Linked DNA regions of Mus musculus: region 1 is linked to region 2. A link is a contact called in public promoter capture Hi-C data. All regions are on one chromosome and are shown on one strand. The core of a region is the stretch at or near the end of the contact, and the rest is flanking DNA. Distances in the headings are between cores, read along the strand shown. Region 1 holds the start of Lilra6 (leukocyte immunoglobulin-like receptor, subfamily A (with TM domain), member 6). Region 2 holds the start of Prpf31 (pre-mRNA processing factor 31).

Region 1 (3,127 bases), core at 20-2,519, 290 kb after region 2:
ACGTTCAAAAGAGCCCTGGATCCCCACATACACCGCACATCAAGTGGTCTCTGAAACCTGTATGATTTCAATATCATTCTATGGAAGGCTGAGGTTCCTCACCTGAGACCAGGAGCTCCACGGATTCACTTGGAGGTGACCACACATATGGTCTGTTCCTGTCATAACTGTAGCATCTGCATATCCATCTCTGGTTGGGGGTCACAGGGCCCACAGAGAACAGGGCGTGGTACTTCCCTGTAGAGATGTTATACTGTGAGTCTTGTGTCCATGAGACCTTCTGCTGTCCTTCTACAGTTAAAATGAACCTGTGATAGCTCTGCGAAGACTCACACTGGAGAGTGACATACCCTCCTGAAGTTACCACAGGGCTGGCCTGGGCTGAAAGGCTGGGTGTCCAGTAGTGTCCTGGAGAGAAGGAGGAGTCAGTTAAATATCCCCAAGCCTCATTATTCTCCTTGGCTCTGAGGTTCCCACAGTGAGGGTGGGCATTCCTGTTAACAGAGCCAAGTCTGGACAGTTATAACCTGAGGCCTAGGATCCTGTGTGTCTCTCACCTGTCACTACTAGCACCAGGGGGTCACTGTAGCCTGATGATTCATCCTGGGTGTTGTAGGAACATCGATATTGACCTGCATTTCTCAGGTGTACATTTGAGAATGAGAATTCAGCCTTGTTTGCTGGCTTCTGTTTGTTCTTTGTTACGGTTTTATATAGCTTTCCATCTTTATAGAGGCGGTACTCATTGGCTCCAATTGTCTCTTCACACAAGAAGGTCACCTTAGTCCACACTTGGACCACAGAGTCTGGCTGTACTCTGAGGATAGGCTTAGGGAGGGACCCTGCAAGTAACAGAGCAACTAGGACTCAGGACAAACACACTCAGATTGAAGTCCTTAACCTCATGACCTTCCCGCCACCCACAGACTCACACAGGTGGTGTTTTCCACCATCACAGCCCAGGCATGGCTCCTGGATCTGAAGAGAAGAGCATTTCAGGTCAGCTGCAGACACACTCACCTGTCAGCACTGGGATCCAGAGCCTCAGAGTCAGTCCTGGAAGAGAGTTCTTTGTAAGAGATTTGTCCCTAAGGCTGAGCAAGTCTGTAGAAACATCTCAGACCCTGGCATTTCCTCTTGGGTGAGTGCTGGTCTACAGGCCATGATCATTTCCAGACCTCAGTTTCCCCTCCCCTTCTTCACATCTCACCAAGACAGAGCAGGGCTGTGAAGGTGCAGGACATGGCATCTCCCCTCAGTGGCTGCAACTGTGCTTGAGGCCAGAGCTACAGAGCCTTTCTGAAGGGATTGTGTACAGGGTGTGGCACTGGAGGCAGGGCAGTCCCCATGACAATGTCATATATCAGCAACCCCACAGAAAGAGGAACTGCCCTCCTCAGGACCGTGCTCTGACTTCCTCAATGGTGTGACTAGGCCAGGCAGTAGACCCTCTGCCATTAGGTCTTACACAGATGGCGATTCCTCATCCCACCAGTGTCTGCCTCACCTATGCACATTACTGTCATGGCCATATTGTAGCAAACATGTGTGAACATTTTTTCATTTTTTTAGTGTTTTATTGTCTCTATGTTGTTTGTATATACACATGCATGTGTGTCAAAGCACGTGTATGGAGGTCAGAATACAACTTCAGCAATCAGTTTTCCTTGTCCAGTGTGGATCCTGTCAACAGGATCAGGTCTTATTTTGGTAGCAGACACTTATGTACTGAGCTATATCAGTGTCTCATCACTTACCATCATCGTTTTCCTAAGTCATTCTGCTCTTTCAACAAGTTATCTTGTCATGGGGTTACTGGTCCACACAGGTGCAGGTTTATTTAAGTTTCTTGGGATACAGGTTGTAGGTGTACAAATATGACCATAATTCTTTTTTTAAATTAATCATTCCATTTGTTTATATCTCAAATGATATCCCACTTCCTGGTGTTCCCTCCACCAACTCCCCATCCTACATATGGCCTCCCCATTCTTTTTGCCTCTATGAGAGTGCCCTCACCCCTCCACACTCTCGCCCACTGCTCAAACATCCCCCTACTATGGGGCATCAATGTAGTCTTCCCTCCCATTGCTGTGAGAGAGTCCATTCTCTGCTACATGTGTATCTTGAGCCATGGATTCCTCCAGGTACACTCCTTAGTTGGTGGTCTAGACCCTGGGAGAACTGGGTGGTCATGCCAGCCTATGAATTTGAGGCTCTTCCACATGTTTTCTGATATTAGATTATGTTATAATCTAATATATATATTATATTAATATATTCAGATAAGGGTCACTGGTGAGCCTTCCAATTCTGGATTGTAGTTCATTCCAAATATAGTCAAGTTGACAACCAGGAATAACCACTACACAACTTTTCTTGCTTTTCTACCATGTGAAGAAGCATTTGATCACACGCTAATAATATAATTAATTATTAATATAATATATATTATATAGTATATATTATATAATTATATATAATAATATATGTATATTATATATAATATATTAATAATATAATTAATAATATATTATATTAATATAATATATGTAATATATATTATATTAGATTCAGCATATCTGGTCCTTGATTCACTTGGACTTGAGCTTCGTACAAGGAGATAAAAATGGATCGATCTGCATTCTTCTACCTGCAGACTGTGAGTTGAACCAGAACCATTTGTTAAAAATGCTGTCTTTTTTCCCCTGGATGGTTTTAGTTCCTTTGTCAAAGATCAAGTAACCATAGCTGTGTGGGTTCATTTCTGGGTCTTCAATTTTACCTCATTGATGTACCTGTCTGTATCTGTACCAATTCCATGCAGTTTTTATCACTATTGCTCTATAGTATAGATTGAGGTCAGGGATGGTGGTTTCCAAATAAATTCTTTTATCTTATCTTGAAAGTCTGATCTTTCCAGATGTTATGAAACACTAGATCCCAACCTAGTACCTCCCTCCTTAACACCCACTGTTCAGTGACACAGCAGCCAGTGAAGGTGGGTTTCCCCCTGGCATGGGCATTCCAACTTGTATTAGTCAGGGTTCTCTAGAGTCACAGAATTTATGGATAGTCTCTAAATAGTAAAGGAATTTATTGATGACTTAGTCGGCAGCCCAATTCC
Region 2 (2,843 bases), core at 221-2,720:
CTGACACTGTGTCTTCTCTGCCGCCACAGATCCTTAAACTCCAAGTCAATGTAAGCCTTTCCCCAAGTTGCTTTTCCCAGGTCACAACAAGAAAAGTAATGAATATAAATATTCTGGAAGAGACTACTTAGGGTGCCTGGCACAGACTTAGACCCACATGGATCTGTTCACTTGTTCAAGTACAAAAGGAAAGGGAAAAAGAAGGACATGAGGAGGAGGAGGAGGCGGTATGAGGAGGGGGTGGTGTTGGCATCGGCAGCGAGGCGGCAGTTCTGGCGAGAGGACCCCCAAATGGGAATCCACACTTACCTACCTGCTCGATCTCCCGGCAGCGCCGACCTAGTGCCTGGTACTTTCTACGATTTAGTTCCCGCTGGCGACGCCTTCGACCCCGGGCTGCCTCTTCCTCTTCATCTCGCTCCCGGAGTCCTGAATCACCCAGACCACCGGACACAAATTCCACTTCTGTCTCTAGCTCACTTTCTAGGATGTGGCCACCAAACAGGGGAGGCAGAGCCAGCTCTGAGCCTGGTGGCGCTGAGAACTCTTCAAAGCCCACGGCTGCCATGGTCCTGTAGGGCCAAGAAGTTTTAGGAGCCTATATTCTGGCTCTCCAAGTCCCTCCCAGGGGGACTTAGGTCCAGGCCCCAGCCTGGAGCCCAGATCCTAGCCCTCTCCTCCATCACACCCAGCAGCCCAGACTCTAGCCCTCCTCCCTCCTACCAAGAAGCCCAGACCCTAGCCCTTCTTGGTCACTGCCAGGGATCCAGGCCCCAGTCCTCGTCCCTAACAATGAGGAATCAGACCCTAGCCTCCTCCCTCAGACTTTGGAGCCCACACTCCAATCTCCTTGCTCTCAGATCCATAAGAACAGCAAATTCCAAATCTCCCCTACGATGCTCCAGTACTGCCTCCGGTTCTCCCACAGAGATTCGAAAAGAAAGCAACTGCACGAACTTCCCCATCGTCCCTGAGAGCACTACAGCCGATCGTTGCTGTTTTTGGAGTCCCCGTTTACACAAAGCTCAGCTACTCACCCCTCTCTCTGTTCCAACTCCATTTCTCTGGTCAAGAGACACCTCAAGCCTCAGAGAGGTGGAGTCTTGCGCAAAACTACCTCTCCCATCAGGCCTTGCGACACAGGAAAACTGGGAATTAAAGTTTCCTACTCTGCCTTCGTTTGCACCCGACTCCAAATTGCGGCTTGAAGCCTTCGGTTTATCCTCTAGCGCCTGCACCGATCGTCCACGTTGTCACCTTCTTTACTCCTGTCTTGTCGCAGTGTCGACTAGCCAAAGCGAATCTCTGTTTAGCAGGCTCAATCCACGGCGACGTACGACTTCCCCTAGCCCTAGAACCCAGCACTCCCGGTCGCCGTCCCGCGAGGCGGCTGCTAATAAAGTTGTTGTCCAAACGCTGCCGGAAATGTCGTAAACGGCCAATCAAAACACAGATTTATCGGCGGCAAGTAAACGTCATCAAAGAGAGCCGAAGCTCTGGGGAAGCAGATTTCTTGGAAACGATTGTGAGAGGATCGAAGCGGTGAGTGTGATGGAGAAGAAGGGATGGCCGGAAGCCAAGCTACTGGAGGAGAAAGTGTAGCGGGCGACTTAAATCATAGTATAAATAATAATATTAAACGTATGGAGCGCCTTAGAACTAATATTCAAGACGTGAGTGGATCACAGCATAACTTTAGGCTGAAATATGGCACGTGGGCCAGACGGGTGGAATGAAAGAACTGAAGGCAGGGTGAGGGAGCAAAGAGCCGGGTTAGGCAAAGATGAATAGTTGCTCAAAGACCCAGAGGTGTGGGGAAAAGTTGCCAGGTCAGGTGGTACCTGGAGGGATGTGCTGTGTTCTGTGTGGGTAGGAACAGGAGACAACCTCCGTGAACTAAGCAAGCTGTGGAGCCTGCGTGCGGCTACAGGAGCTGATGAAGAAGAAACTTAAGGGGATCCGGGAGAAGGTGCTCCTTCTGGTGATATGAGTGGACAGGGTCAAGATGCAGTATTAGGGAACCCCATTCTCCCTTTCCCATAGGCCTTGGGATGTCTCTGGCTGATGAGCTCTTGGCTGACCTCGAGGAGGCAGCAGAAGAAGAGGAAGGAGGAAGCTATGGAGAAGAGGAGGAGGAGCCAGCAATTGAGGATGTACAGGAGGAGACCCAGCTGGATCTTTCTGGAGATTCAGTCAAGAGCATTGCCAAGCTATGGGACAGCAAGATGGTGAGGTGGCACCCTTTAAGTCAGCGTTCCTAGGGAGGAGTGGCCGGAGAGCAGTTCTTTCTGAGAGGCCTAGTTTCTGACTGTGCTCTCCTTCCTCATCAGTTTGCTGAGATCATGATGAAGATTGAGGAGTATATCAGCAAGCAAGCCAACGTGTCGGAAGGTGCCTCCCACCCTCACTTTCCTCTGCCCATTCTGACTCCCCGACTCTCTTGCTCCTTATGGTTTTATCACCAAGTGTCTCCCTCCTCAGCTTTCCTCAGAGCATTCATTCTTCTTTTTTTTTTTAAATCCAGTTACTGACCCTCTGAAAACATACTGCATTGTACCCAGACATGATATGTGTTTATATCTCACCACTTAGGAGACTGAGGCAGCAGGTACATGAATGAGTTCAAGTCCAGTCTGGTCAGAGTCAGCCTGGGTAAAACCCTGTCTCAGAAATAGGTACATTCATGGAGTTGGAGAGATAGTTAAGAGTATCTGCTGCTCTTCCAGAGGTCTTGGGTTTAGTTCTTAGCATCCACATGGGTCATAACTATCTGTAACTCCAGTTCTTGGTGATCTGACATCTTCTGCTCTCCATGGGCATTATATATATATTATGCACATCAG

Evidence for each region. Capture Hi-C pulls out chosen DNA fragments and counts their contacts.
Region 1: a contact with region 2 is called in a promoter capture Hi-C map of liver. The contact joins the promoter of Lilra6 here to the promoter of Prpf31 in region 2. A contact is called at or near these places in 1 of 39 promoter capture datasets (neutrophils), 1 of 484 Hi-C or Micro-C datasets (bone marrow-derived macrophages), 6 of 115 datasets of contacts at active chromatin or transcription factors (bone marrow-derived macrophages, embryonic stem cells, large pre-B cells and 1 more) and 1 of 9 other capture datasets (liver).

The regions. Positions count from the first base shown.
Region 1 is chr7:3,914,232-3,917,358 of GRCm38.p6, forward strand. Lilra6 (leukocyte immunoglobulin-like receptor, subfamily A (with TM domain), member 6) reads right to left here and starts at 1,270. Exons shown (of 9, transcript NM_011090.2): 1 at 1,211-1,270; 2 at 1,021-1,056; 3 at 558-842; 4 at 103-408. The coding sequence starts at 1,244.
Region 2 is chr7:3,628,515-3,631,357 of GRCm38.p6, forward strand. Prpf31 (pre-mRNA processing factor 31) reads left to right here and starts at 1,471. Exons shown (of 14, transcript NM_027328.4): 1 at 1,471-1,542; 2 at 2,044-2,228; 3 at 2,331-2,391. The coding sequence starts at 2,052. It overlaps Tfpt (TCF3 (E2A) fusion partner), which reads right to left and starts at 1,415. Exons shown (of 6, transcript NM_001290381.1): 1 at 1,038-1,415; 2 at 314-572. The coding sequence starts at 1,060. It overlaps Gm15927 (a long non-coding RNA gene), which reads right to left. Exons shown (of 6, transcript XR_003946711.1): 6 at 2,557-2,843.